Linked DNA regions of Sus scrofa: region 2 is linked to region 1. Evidence: chromatin contacts called from public Hi-C data. All regions are on one chromosome and are shown on one strand. The core of a region is the stretch at or near the end of the contact, and the rest is flanking DNA. Distances in the headings are between cores, read along the strand shown. Region 1 holds the start of ZBED3 (zinc finger BED domain-containing protein 3). Region 2 holds the start of PDE8B (high affinity cAMP-specific and IBMX-insensitive 3',5'-cyclic phosphodiesterase 8B).

Region 1 (7,316 bases), core at 2,793-5,292:
CGAAAATATAAATCATACTATAGAACGCTCTTGCTAAGAACTGCCTCCAGGATAAACTCCACACTTGCCTCATTATGTTTCAAGCCAAATGAGACTTGAACTTATATAGAATTATAGCGAAAATGTCAAGGTTCAAAGATAAGTTGTCGTGAGCTGTGGTGTAGGTGGCAGACGGGGCTATGAGCGGCTGTGGCTGTGGCTGTGGCGTAGGCTGGCAGCTGCAGTTCCTAGCCTGGGAACTTCCATATGCCGCAGGTGCGGCTCTAAGAAGCAAAAATCAATCAACCAACCAATTTTTTTAATAAGTAAATAAATAACTCCGTTAGGTCTCCAAGCCAAAAGCCAACCAATGAAATCATCATAAAGTAACATTTTTTTTACATGAAATCACAGAAAATCATAAAGTTAAAAAAATGAATTAGTTAGGTCTGAAAAAGCCTAGAGGTGAGTTTGAAAAATAGTTCACCATGTGGGAATAACTTTTGTTACAATCACAATTATAAAGACAAGACATTATTTGAAAGGCATACAATTACTTATAGTTAAAAAAATAAAGCCTCTTTATTTTGGCTTACATTTCCTTTATTATTCTCCCTGCTCCTCTAGTCCTACTTCCTATGATTACCTCTCAAACTACCTGCATCCCAGTTTTCATCCTAGTCACTGCAATTGAGGGAACTCACACTAAAAACGTAGGTACCAGAGTGACCCCAGAAAGCAGAAACTTAAGACCTCTAAACCTCCAAACCTCAAGCTGGGATTCTGGAACTGGATTATTTACCCTTCAGATGGTAACAAAGATCCCATTTCTAATGGTAAGTGGTAAGCCTTTGTATGGCGTTAGGATGAAGACTCTCACTGTGGAGTCAGTGGGTAACGAACCCAACCAACTAGGATCCAGGAGGATGTGGGTTTGATCCCTGCCCTCACTCAGTGGGTTAAGGATCCAGCGTTGCTATGGCTGTGGTGTAGGCCAACAGCTGTGGCTCTGATTTGACCCCTAGCCTGGGAACCACCATATGCCACGGGTACGACCCGAAAAACCAAGGAAAAAAAAAGATTCTTACCTATGATGGAATAAGATGAGGTACAGATACAAGGGGGAAATAGTGGTTTATTTAGTAGCTTTGGCTGACCCTGTAGAGTACACACATCCAGAAGCAGCGAGCCTAATAGACCATTAGAATAGCCAATTAAAGTTTCAGCTAAGGTGCCATTTGGGGAATAGTATCTTATGGGGCTGGGACGCTGTCATCCAGGTTAAATTGTATACATTAAATCAATGATTTATGGGTCTATTGCCCTGAGAGCCAGAATACCCGGGTCCTCAACACTGTATATGCTTTCGAGCCCCACGAAACCTGGATCCATATTGTATCTATTAATGTAGCATCAAAAAGTAGTTAGATCATACCCTTCTTTTCCTAATCCTCAGCTCCTCAAATTACCTTCCAGCTTTTCTCTAGGTCAGCTAAGCTGCAAGCAGCTGCTACCCACTGCTCTCAGCCCCACTCAAAGAATAATTCTGAGAAAGCCCCTACAGCTAAAACACGTTCTCAGACAGCTTTTCACCCCCACACTCCCCATTCCTGCAACTCTGTTTGATTGGCGGGGGTGGGGGGGGCGACTTTTATTCCCCCCACTTTCTCTCTTGTCCTTTTCCCTCCCTCCTTCCCCCCTTCCTGCCTTCTTTCCTTCAGACACTGCCAAAGGTGCATATAGTTAAGGAAAAAACGAAGTAATACAGGGAATCAGGACAAAAGAAAAATATAAGTAGGAAATAAAATATAAGTAGGAAAAGCTGACTATGTGGAACAGGTTGGTATGTGCTACGAGTTAAACTGTGCCTCCCCGCCCCCCAGAAAAGATATGTTGAAGTCCTAACCCAGGCCACCTCTGAATGTGCCCTTACTTGGAAGGAGGGTTTTTGCAGAAGTAATTGAGTTACGATGAGCTCCATCCTGATGTCCATCTAAGAGGGAAAATCAGACAGACACACACATGGAGAATGTCGCAGGACAACAAAGGCAGACATTGGAGCAAGTATGACTATAAACCAAGGATTACTGGCCACCACCAGAGGTAGGAAAAGGCAAGGAAGGATTCTTCCCTATGGGTTTCAGAGGGAGACAGCCCTGCTGGCACTTTGATTTCAGACTTGTAACCTCTCTCTGTGAGAGAATAAACTTTGGTTGTTTGAAACCACTTACTTAGTGGTACCCTGTCACAGCAGTCCTAGGAAACTAACGGAGTAGGCATCCTGTATTTGATTCAGCCTTCCTGGCAGCTAAAACCAGGAAACAGTGCATTGCATGAAACAGTGCCCACAGGATTCGAAAGTTCCATTTGTTAATAGGATGCAGAGCTTTTCATGACATGAGAGATCAAAGGAAGGTCTTCTCTCTGGGTCCTACAGAAAAAACACTGGGATATAGTGGACAACTGTAGTCAATGGCACTATGACACTGGACCTGAGAATGAATTTTATGCAGCTATGCCCTAGAGTCCCTCACTGAAGGCAGACGGCATAACCCCAAGGGAAAGCACATTAAAAGCACTAAGAAGAACAAGAAGGGAAAGAAGAGACATTACTACCAAGCTTACAGAAATAAAAAAAACGAATACTAAAAAAAAAAAATTTTTTTAAGTGGAGCACTATGCAAAACTGTACATCAACACATTGGATGACTTGGATAAAACAGACAAATTCCTAAAAAGATACAATCTGCCAAACTGTTTCAAGCAGGAACAGGGCAATCTGAATAGATCTATAACCAATGAAGACACTGCATTAGTAATCTGAAAAACTACCCATTAAAAAACAAAACAAAACTATAACCAATGAAGAGTTTGCATTAGTGAAAAACTAATGTTTTTCACAAAGTAATGTGAAAAACTATCCATAAAAAAAAAAAAATCTCAGGCCAAATTCCTTCCTTGTTGAATTCCACCAAGCCTTTAAAGGAGAATTAATACCAGTTATTCACAAACTCTCCCAAAAAAGAGAAGAGGAAGGAATACTCCCAACTCATTTTACAAGGCTATATTACTCTGAGGGCCAACCAGACAAAAACAACCCAGAAAAAGAAAACTACAGCCTCAAAGCACATACAGGAAGGACGTACCAAAAGAGAGTGATTCAAGTACACTGCTCTATAATTTCATGTCTTTAAGGCAATCCCCAAATAATTTTCTCAAACTGGGTTTTTGCCAAGGAGTAGACAGCAGATTTCAAGGCTAGATTCTTCTGGCAAGAATCTGAAGAGAAAACATCCTGCATTATCAGCTAAATACAGGTCCTTATACTTTGTCAACTTCCAGGGCTGGGGACAGAAATGAGATCCTCTTATTTATTTATTGTTAAATTCATGATTACAAGGGAACTGCTACTACCAAAACAAGGACTGAAGTGTGTTTTTCTTGCTGAAATTTGAACAACAAATGTGGGCCGAAGAAGAAGAGTTATAAGATATTTTAGGATATTTTCTAATTTGATTTAAATTTTAATTTAAAACTACAAGAAAGAGATTTCAGATTATAAAAAAAAGTTCAAGCATTGAATTAAACAGAGAAGAGACAGCATCTTTTTCTCTGGACTTGAAAAATAAATCCAAAACACATCTTGTGAGCATAATGAACATAATTCCAGGCGTCCAATACCCTTTTTAGGTTAAATGCTGCTACTTTTAAGAAGATGTGGCTGTTTTCAGTTTAGTTTAGCACTTGAAGGTTTCCTCTTATAACATTTTTCACTTTCTTCCTGGAGGTGCATTGGTCTTACTGTCTCACTGGAGTGCAATTTTCTTGAGGGCAGGCATGGCCTCGAATTAAGACTCTTACTCATGTTAAGGATAGTGCTTTGCCCACAAGCAGCACTAACTAGAACTAATGAAAACAATATATGTCTCATTACATGGTCAGTTTAAGGTCAAATGGATTAAGGTACTCAAAGTGATTAAAGACTCTTGCTAAAAGAACTGTCAGGTTCAATAAACTTTAAAACTCTGTTTATGAATTAAACCAAGAATAAGAGGTAGCTTTAATCTGATTCATTTACACTAGGTAATTTTCTTTTCATCAGATGTCCACAGCTGTAAGTATGGACATCTTTTGGGAGAGAAGAAAAGTAATAACCAATAATAGTTACTCTTCATACTTTCCTTTTTAAAAAGGGATTACACAGGCTCTGCCTGTTGTCATTTGACTGGCGAGGCTTCCTTCTAAGAGGAATAGACTTTCTGGCCTCGAAGACCGCTCTGTCATGGGACTTGCTCTGGTCAACAGAACCTGAGCAGAATTGAGGCATGCAGAATGAGGGCTGGTTTCAGTTTTAAGAGAAGCATATGCCAGTGGTTTATAAGAGCTGATTGTTACATTTCCGGAAACTTGGCAAGCCACTTGTTAAACTCTAAGTAGCTTGAAATTCTCCAGGGTGAGAGTATGTACATCATAGAAACGGCAAACACTACAAAACAGGACTCCTCTTCCCTCAAAAATGCTTGCAGCATACGACGAGGGAGTGTCCCTAAAAAGTTGATCTTGCAAGCTGCAGCTTGAAATCCAGGACAGCGGGTGAGTGGAGCCAAAGCTGCCTGCAGCTGTAAGATGTAATTTGCTTGAGAAATGAACCTTTGCTTTTAGAAATCACTGAGTTGTGCGGGTTGTTTGTTACCTCAGCATAACCCTTCAAAAGCTGGCTGATACACCATGCCAGTGTTGCTAAGTTTTAGTGAACACCAATGAACCCTACCTTTATCTCTCCAGACCTTGGTTCAGGAGATTTCTCCTAACTTGTGCCATCACACACCTTGAACCTGAAAGGATGCAAACTACACTCAGAGACTCAAGCCTGGGAATCTGGGTCTTGCAAGGTTAACAGAAAGATATAAAACAGTAATTCCATTAAAAAAAAATCACTAAGCTACTGCGTCATTTTTAAACCTTGGCAAACACAAGGCTGTGGCTTGTGGACCTGGATCGTTTGGGAGTGAGTGCCAGCCCTTTCAAGGGCAGGTCACATGTTACCGGCCCTCCTTCCCACCCCAGAAGCAGGAATGGAGCGCTGTGTCTTTAAGGGGGACACGGCGGAGGTTTCCGCACAGGACAAAATGTCTGCGAGGATCCTGGAGGGGATCGGCGATCCCAGACTCCCAGCCCACCTCCCGCTTCGGGGGTGATGGGGTGAGTGTGGGCTGCGAGAGACTCGAGGCGGCACGTGCCCACGGGGAGGCTGGGGGCTCCCGGAGGCCAGGTCGGGGTCGCGGCGGGATGGGGGCGGGAGGCTTCTCCGGGTCTGGGGGCAGCAAAGTAAGCCTGGGCTCGGGGGCCGCAGAAGCACGGGCTTGCTCGTGCACCGGGTGCCGGGGTGCCCTCCGCGGTGGCCAGATGGTGGTTCTTGTAGAAGATGCACTTGGACCCAGGTTTCAGGCCCCGTTCAGGTTCTTTCTGCATCTCGTTTTTTTCTCCTTCTCCACAGTCTCCCCGCAAAAAAGTTATTCAGGAATATCGAAAAGCGTGTGCTCGCCCTTTATTAAAGTTGCCTCATTGCAGCTAGTCCTTTTAACTGGGCCAGTGGTTGGGTGCCCTTTCTCTAATTGATACGTTCTTAATGTTTCCCACTTTAGGGAGAAACCAAATGCAAGCCAAATGCTCAAACAAAGACCCCTACTCCACCCTCAACCCACAGTGCTCAAACAAAGGACTGTCTGATCCTTTTGGAACACACTGGAGCAGTTTGCTATCATCTCTTACACTAACCAAAGGTCCCAAGTTTACCAAAGTTATTTTCCCCTCCTTGAAAGAAAGGAGGTTCTATGGGGAACCTCTAATCAAACTACAAAGATAGAGTGAGTGTTCAAGAGAAACTGTTGTAGAAATAGCTTAATAAATTGACATAATTAATCATTTTCTACACTTTTCATTAATGTAATTATATATTCTTTTGGGTCAAAAATAACTTGAGGCAACTAACAATAAAACATATACAGGAATACATGACAAAGCCAAGAGCCAAAACCAGGTAATTCCTTTTTTTTTTTTTTTTTTTTGTCTTTTTAGGGCCGCACCCCCAGCATATGGAGGTTCCCAGGCTAGGGGTCCAACCGGAGCTGTAGGTACTGGCCTACACCGCAGCCACAGCAATAGCAATGCCAAATCCAAGCTGCATCTGCGAACTACGCCACATTTCACCGGCAACGCCAGAGCCTCAACCCACTGACCAAGGCCAGGAATTGAACATGCGTCCTCATGGGTGCTAGTCAGATTCATTTCCACTGAGCCACAAGGGGAACTCCCCAAACCAGGTAATCCTTAATTAAAAAATCTTTGTGTTACAAAGGCCTTCAAAGTAGGGCAGCTTTAAATCTGATTCATTAATATGAATTCTATGCATTTTATAAGATTAAAATGGATCAACACCCTCCATTTTAGGAACATCTATACTAAATAAAGTAATGTAGGCCTGAAATAAAGGTCCAATGTAGGGCAGAATGCTTGCTTCACAATTTTCATTTTAAAAAATGCATTAACAGAAAGTATTTTTCAGCCTTTTAGTTAATGGTAGATATATCTAAAAATTTGGCCTATGACATTTACGGAACATCTCTGACTACCAGATAATTAGCTATGGGTCCAGTACATTTTTTATATCCGTATGTAACATTTTCCCACACTTGTTCACACTAAACGCTTTATCCCCTAACTGAGGTATCCATACTTTACAGTTTGGGAGCATTTGTACTTCATCTAAGGCTTCAGCCTGGTTAGCCTGGTGATTCCAGGCTAATTTTTCTAATTGTCTGGATCTGTCTATAAATAGATTAATACAAAGCAGTAAATTAGTATTTCAATAGAGATAGACACATAACGGATGAACTGTGGTTTCCTTAAGACCTCAGTTGTCAAAGCTAATTATTTGTTTTAATTATTATATTGTTTTGATTAAAGTTACTAGTGGATAAAAATATTTTTAGAGCTTTTCACACAAGTCTGCGTGGATTTCGCTTTAGAATGCATTTCTCACCTAAGATCCAGCCAGGCTCTACCTACCTGTATTTATGTTTATGACTCTGCTGGATTAATCCAAAATAAAGTGAGTAGCCTTGGCTGTGGAAGGCCAAATAGAGTTTTAGTTCATCTGTTATTTTCTCTTAATTACACTGCCTCGTTCTTTGGCCTTTGGCCTGCCTGATGTTTAGTGTGTGTACCAGGCTAAGTGTAAAATAATAAAATTAACTTTTGTAGATGGTTTCCATTGAGTGTATACACCCAACTTTACACGGATTATCCATCCAGGTTCTGATCTCTTCCTTTATTCT
Region 2 (7,316 bases), core at 3,085-5,584, 49 kb before region 1:
GCAAGTTACCAAACCTTCCTGTGCCTTGCTTTCCTCATGTATAAAATGACCATGGTACATTTGCAGCAACATGGATGCAACCAGAGGTTATCATACTAAGTGAAGTAAGAAAGAGAAAGACAAATACCATATGATAACACTTATATGTGGAATCTAAAATATGGCACAAATGAACCTATTTACAGAATAAAAACAGATTCACAGACATAGAGAACAGACTCTATGTCAAGAGGGAGTGGGGAGGCAGTGGGATGGACCAGGAGTTTGGGGGTTAGTACACGAAAGCTATTACATTTAGAATGGGTAAGCAACGAGGTCCTACTGTATAGCACAGGGAATTATCTGATCTCTTGAAATAGAAGGTAACAAAAAAAGGAAATGTGTATATATATCTGAGTCACTTTGCTATACAGCAGAAACTGGCACAACATTGTAAATCAACTATACTTTAATAAAAAAAAGAAAGAAATGAGCACGATAAAGTATATGGTGATTGAAATGAGAGAATGCATGCCTATGCCTGATCTATAATAGCTCAATAAACATGAGCTACCATTTTTACAGGTCATCTGAGCCACTCTCCCAGGAATCTTTTTTACAATACCCTTGGCAGTTGAACTTTTTTTTTTTTTTTTTTGTCTTTTTGCTATTTCTTGGGTCGCTCCCGCGGCATATGGAGGTTCCCAGGCTAGGGGTCAAATCGGAGCTGTAGCCACCCGCCTACGTCAGAGCCACAGCAACGCGGGATCCAAGCCGCATCTGCAACCTACACCACAGCTCACGGCAACGCCGAATCGTTAACCCACTGAGCAAGGAATCGTTAACCCACTGAGCAAGGGCAGGGACCGAACCCGCAACCTCATGGTTCCTAGTCGGATTCGTTAACCACTGCGCCACGACGGGAACTCTGGCAGTTGAACATTTGATCACTGCTTGAGTGCTTCCTGGGACAGGAGGCTGCTGGCTTCTCAGGGAATGCCAGTTGTATAACAGTCCCCAGACCTCAGTGTTCATTTATTGCTCATGTCCCATTCAATGTGGTCAACACATAGGGTGCTCTCTCCTACTCCATGCCCTGTGGATCCCTGTGCCATTTATCTGGTGGGCCTGCTATCTCCCAGGACCTTCCCAGAATCCTCTACTGGGTTCTCTGCTTTCAGCCAGCCAAGAAAGAGAGAGAGATTGAGAAAATATCAGGTGCATCACACGTTTCCATTTGCCAGAACCCTGGCATACAGTCTCAATCTAATCGTAAAGGAAGCTGGCACATGAAATGCTCCCCTGCGTCCAGGAAGAGAAAACAGCATTGGTGAACACCTAATCTCCACCATGCTCTGCATTCATATAAATACAAGTCTGCAGACTGAGAATGTCTGCCTGTTGGCCCCAGGCTCGCCCTTCAGAGTAACATGCACAGGACGGCAGGAAGACACAAGCTCAGGTGCAAGTAGGTTTGGATTTGAATCTCAGTTCAAATACTTGCTAGCTTCGGACCTCGGGCAAATTCCTTAAACTCTCAGAGCCTCTCATTTGAAAGATAGAGATGGTAATTACCTCCCTGGGTGGTAATAAGGAGGGAATAAGAATATATGTGTTGGCACACTGCGTAAAATCTGATACGATGAGCATCTAGAAAGTGCTCAATTAATGTTGGTGGCTCTCCTGGTCCTCTCCCACATGAGAGTTTTCCAGGTTTTTTTGTTTGTTTGTGTTGTCTTTTTGTCTTTTTAGGGCCACACCCACAGCATATGGAGGTTCCCAGGCTAGGGGTCGAATCGGAGCTGTAGCTGCCTGCCTACATCACAGCCACAGCAACGCCAGATCCGAGCTGTGTCTGCGACCTAAGCCACAGCTCACGGCAATGCCAGATCCTTAACCCACTGAACAAGGCCAGGGATCAAACCTGCAACCTCATGGTTTCTATGGGATTCGTTTCCGCTACATCACGACGGGAACTCCTCCAGGTATTTTTAAATGACTATAATTATTTCTGTAAGTTTTCTCTTCTAGTTTCCTCGGCTATTTTCATTGTTTTTACATGATGTCATTGCCAGCTCCCTCACTCTCCTGATGGCTGTTCCATGTTCCCAGTTTGTCAAGGGACCAAATATAATGCCTGTTAGGTTTCTCTGGAAATAGACCCTGAGGTAGGATTTGGATGCAGATAAGTGGGGCGGGGGGTAAGTTACCTTAGGAAACAGAAGCGAGGGAAAGAGAGAAAAATCCACAAACGAGTAGGTTACAGCTGTGGTTCAATTGGGTTCAATCCTGTAGGGGGCTCTGAGGAACCATGTAGAAGGCACCTTAGAATAGTCCCACATTCCATGTCCTGTAGAATGGGAAGGCTGGGCCATTTATCAATGAAATCCTGTTGTCACTGGTTTAGCACTGCCTCCAACCCAGGGATATTAACTGCCACGATGAACTTTTGAAAGAGCAAATTAGGCCTGTGATTTTAAGGTGAAATGGATAGGAGAATTGCTCCCACTTTGTTAAGAGTTTGGAAATATTTAAGACTCTATAAGTCTCTATGCTGTTCTATTTTGGTACCTGTATAAGACATTTGGAGCTGACCCACCTTGGTGCTGATCTGTTGACTCATCTCCTTGGTGAGAAGCAGCATCTGGGCTTGGAAATGGTCTACTTCCTTGGATGTGCTTTCAGTTTTTCCGATTCCTGTGTGAAGCGTGTGGGTTTAGCTCCACGATGAAGGACTCCAGCTACTGTAGGACATCCCTGTCTGCAAGTTCAAAGACAACAAGAACAAATATGAGTTTCAGTCTGTCTTTGGGGGGGTCCTGGCTCATGTTCATGCGATCTAGTCTGCTCATGATCTTTCTTCCTGCTTACCTGTCTATGGACTTCAAAGGTTTGACGGGGGTCAGATCTGCTTCCAAGTTCACACCGCTTATTGGAGCATTCAGTTTCTCAGAGGTTGTCAGACTTGACCTTATTTTCTTGCTGACTACCAGCTGGAGGCTGCCTTCGGCTCCTTGCTGTGTATGATAGGTAGCTCATGACAAAGCAACGTGCTCTTTCAAAGCCAGCAGTGGAGAGGGGGTCTCCTAGCAAGATAAACTGCAATCTTAGACGAATTGCAATCTTATGTAAGATAAGCATGTACACATAACCCACATATCCAATTGCCTTTGCCAAATTCTACTAGTTAGAAGCATTGCACAGGTGCCATTCACACTCACAAGGAGATCACACAAGTGTGGAAACCAGGAGGTGGGGAATGTAAGGGCTACCCTAGAGTCTGTCCATCCCAGTGTACCCTCTGGTCCCCAATGATCTGTGCCTTTCCCACATGAAAAAGATGTTTACTCCCTCCCAACTTCCCCAAGAATCTCATACCATGATAGTCTCTGCTCAAAGCCTAGAATCTCATCATCTAAATCAGGTCCAGGTATGGATGAGGCTCCTTGCGTACAGTTACTCTTAGTCTACAAAACTAGACAAGCTGTCTGACTCCTAACCGTTCAATACACAATAGAGGAACAGGTATAATAAAATACTTATAGACATTCTATTTAAAAGGGAAGAGGGTACATGGAAGGTAAAAAGGAGTTCTCAATCCAAAGAATTTCTGAAATCCTTGCAAACTCTTACCAGAGTTCCTTGATTAGAGTCCAAGGCCTGGGAATCATCCACAATAGCTCTCGATTTGGCCCTCTGAGTCATGCCATCTTTTTCATGAAAGGTAGCACACTTGCAGCTGAGTACTTCATCATCCTGCTTCTTGACAGTAGAATTTTGGAGCTCTAGCCTCCCTTCATTTGTCCTCATTCTGCTTCTTTCAGTTTAAGGTGGCAGTGCTTTTGCTGAAATAAATTTCTTAAATACTTTGTGGGTCTCCTGTCAATTTCCCTTACACGGAAGCCACATCCACCATTCTTTTTGAGACAGGTGCACCTTTACCTAGGGTAAAGACATTGAGATGGTTAAAGGGCAAGTCAGACTTCCAAAAAGCCTTATTGTTTGCGATGTTGTAGGAGGCATACTTTTAATCTCTAGAGAGGGCCCAACAGTTGTGTGTCTGAATACCTTTCTGATCCTCTGATTTTCCTGAGGTTTTAACACAACCTTGGAGAATTACCACTCGGCTTTTTTTTTTCCCCCCCTAGGCCAGGGCTTATCTCTATGCCACATGCTTGAAAGTCATTTCTTACTTTTAACACTTTTTGCCCATTGGAGAGACTGTGAGAATTTTCAAAATCATCAAGTCCTGGTTCCTTTTTAACTGTTCTTTCCTCGATGTATCAATTCTCCTCTTGCATTTTACTCTATGTGGCAAGAAACTGGGGGTGCCTTCAACACTTGGCTTGGAAATCTTAGCTAGATAAACAAGTTCATCACTTTCTTGTTCTGCTTCATGCATTACTGCAGGAGATAATTTTGCTAAGCTTTCTGTTACTACCCAACAAAGACCCCTCTTCCTCCAGTTTCCAGTACCACATTTCTCACTTCCTTTCGAGCCCTCACTGGCAGCACCTTCCAAGTTTGAATGTTTACTAACAGTCTGTTAGAGGCAACTTCGGCATTCTCTATCAGGCTTCTCAAAATTCTTCTGGTCTCTAGCAGTTCCAAAATCAACCCCACTGTTTTAGGTATTTGTTACCTCAGCACTCCATTTTCAGGCAACAAAATATTATCTTGTGTTTATATAGGTTTAATTGATTAGATCCACTAAAACTTAATTTTTTTATTTATAATGATTTTTATTTTTCCATTATAGCTGGTTTACAGTGTTCTGTCAATTTTCTACTGTACAGTAAGGTGACCCAGTTACACATACATGTACACATTCTTTTTTTCCCACATTATCATGCTCCATCATAAGTGACTAGACATAGTTCCCAGTGTTATACAGCAGGATGTCACTGCTTATCCATTCTAAAGGCAATAGTTTGCATCTATTAGCCCCAAATTCCCAGTCCATCCCACACCCTCCCCCTCCCCCTTGGCAACCACAATCTGTTCTCCATGTCCATGATTTTCTTTTCTGAGATCCACCAAAACTTTAAATACATGGAAAGGTTTTATATGTTTGTAAGAAATTTCAAAACGCAATACTTCCAACCTGAGCTACTCAGAGATGCTGTTTTTTGCTTTTGAGTTTCACAAAATTATTATATCATCAGGAGATAAGGAAATATGTATTTTTAAAGACACTCTGTCCTCAGAAGAAGACTACTCACAAGAGAAAGCATAGTGATAAAGAAGAAACAGATTTAAATATATAAATAATTTGTAACTGTTCAAGTTTAAATAGTGCTATAATCCCTATGAGGATTCATATCTATGTTTCTGCTTTTAAAGGCACCTGTTAGCATGTAAAAGATTCAGATATAGGATACTCATGATTTTAGAAGAATTCATTAGTTTGTAAGTTAATGTTTAAATGTCTGGAAAATGTTATATTTGTTAAATTCATATGTTTTAATATTTTTTTTTTTAGGTCTGCACTCACAACATATGGAAGTTCCCAGGCTAGGGGCTGAATTGGAGCTGCAGATGCCAGCCTATGCCACAGCCACAGCAGCACAGGATCCAAGCTGTGTCTGCAACCTACACCACAGCTCACTGCAACGCAGGATCCTTAACCCACTGAGCAGGGACAGGGACTGAACCTGCATCCTTATAGATACAAGGCAGGTTCACTACCACTAAGCCAAAACAGGAACTCCAAATTTTAATTTTTTAAATAAGTCTAAAGTGATTGGATTTTTAGAGGAACACTATTTATACAATTAACAAACCCAGCATTAAAGTACAAATAGTAATGATCATGCCTCTCAATGTACATACAGAGACCCCCTCAGACACTGATGAATTTAATCAGATGTAAGCATTCTAGAAAGCTTCATGAAGGAGACATCTAAAGCAGCAGAATTAAGGAGACAAGAGCCTGACTGGGTGGTATCAGTTGCTATTTGAAGGAAGAGCCTGGAGGTCGTCTCTACAATGCTGCTGTCCTGACTCCCTCTAGTGGTTCAGACTGTGAAGCCCACCTTTCGTGAGCACCAGGAGAAAAATGCTTACTGCTAGGTCATCTTGCTCTCCAGGAAGTTTCTTTTTAGAGATACTTAAAAAAAAAAAAAAAAAAAGTCCAGAAATTCTCCCGTTAATGTTGTTCTTGTGAGATACTCATTCAGTCTTTGCACAAATACTTTCTGTATCACTAGGCATCTCAATCTGCTTTGAGTATTTCCAATTATAAAATGCTCCCCTGTCAGTTGCATCACAAGGGTTTAATCTTCAAAATACACAAACAACTCATACAATTCAACAGCAAAAAAAAAAAAAATTTAAAATGGGCAGAAGACCTAAACAGACATTTCTCCAAAGAACACATACAGATGGCCAACAGGCATGTGAAAAAATGCTTAACATCACTAATTATTAGAGAAATGCAACTCACAACTACGATGAGGTACCACTTCACACTGGTCAGAATGGCCATCATTAGTAAGTCTACAAATAACAAATGCTGGAGAGGGTGTGGAGAAAAGGGAACCCTTCCACACTGTTGGTGGGAATGTAAACTGGTACAACTACTACGGAAAACAGTACGGAGGCACCTCAGAAAACTAAATATGGAGCTACAATATGAACCAGCAATCCCACTCCCGGGCATATATCCAGACAAAACTTTCATTGAAAAAGATACATGCACCCCTGTGTTCACTGCAGCACTATTCACAATGGCCAACACATGGAGACAACCTAAATGTTCACTGACAGATGAATGGATTAAGAAGATGTGGTAGGAGTTCCCGTCGTGGCGCAGTGGTTGACGAATCCGACTAGGAACCATGAAGTTGCGGGTTCGGTCCCTGCCCTTGCTCAGTGGGTTAACGATCTGGCATTGCCGTGAGCTGTGGTGTAGGTTGCAGACGCGGCTCAGATCCGGCGTTGTTGTGGCTCTGGCGTAGGCTGGTGGCTACAGCTCCGGTTATACCCCTAGCCTGGGAGCCTCCATGTGCCACGGGAGCAGCCCAAGAAATAGCAAAAAGACAAAAAAAAAAAAAAAAAAAAAAAAAAGAAGATGCGGTATATATACACAATGGAATACTACTCAGCCATTACAAAGAACAAAATAATGCCACCTGCAGCAACATGGATGGAACTAGAGACTCTCATACTACATGAAGTAAGTCAGAAAGAGAAAGACAAATACCATATGATATCACTTGTATCTGGAATCTGTTATATGGCACAAGTGAACCTATCTACAGAAAAGAAACAAACTCATAGACATGGAGAACAGACTTTTGGTTGCCAAGAGGGAGGGGGAGAATGGGATGGACTAC

Evidence for each region. A called contact is a pair of places that touch in the nucleus more often than the background predicts.
Region 2: a Hi-C map of fetal liver shows a contact between it and region 1, with 1.7 times the contacts expected there. The contact joins the promoter of PDE8B here to the promoter of ZBED3 in region 1. A contact is called at or near these places in 2 of 5 promoter capture datasets (fetal liver and liver) and 6 of 47 Hi-C or Micro-C datasets (fetal liver, liver and skeletal muscle).

Annotation. Positions count from the first base shown.
Region 1 is chr2:85,955,178-85,962,493 of Sscrofa11.1, reverse strand. It overlaps ZBED3 (zinc finger BED domain-containing protein 3), which reads left to right and starts at 4,042. Exons shown (of 2, transcript XM_021084473.1): 1 at 4,042-5,181. The coding sequence starts at 5,177.
Region 2 is chr2:86,004,208-86,011,523 of Sscrofa11.1, reverse strand. It overlaps PDE8B (high affinity cAMP-specific and IBMX-insensitive 3',5'-cyclic phosphodiesterase 8B), which reads right to left and starts at 4,334. Exons shown (of 24, transcript XM_021084468.1): 1 at 3,613-4,334; 2 at 2,851-3,065; 3 at 2,579-2,740. The coding sequence starts at 2,623.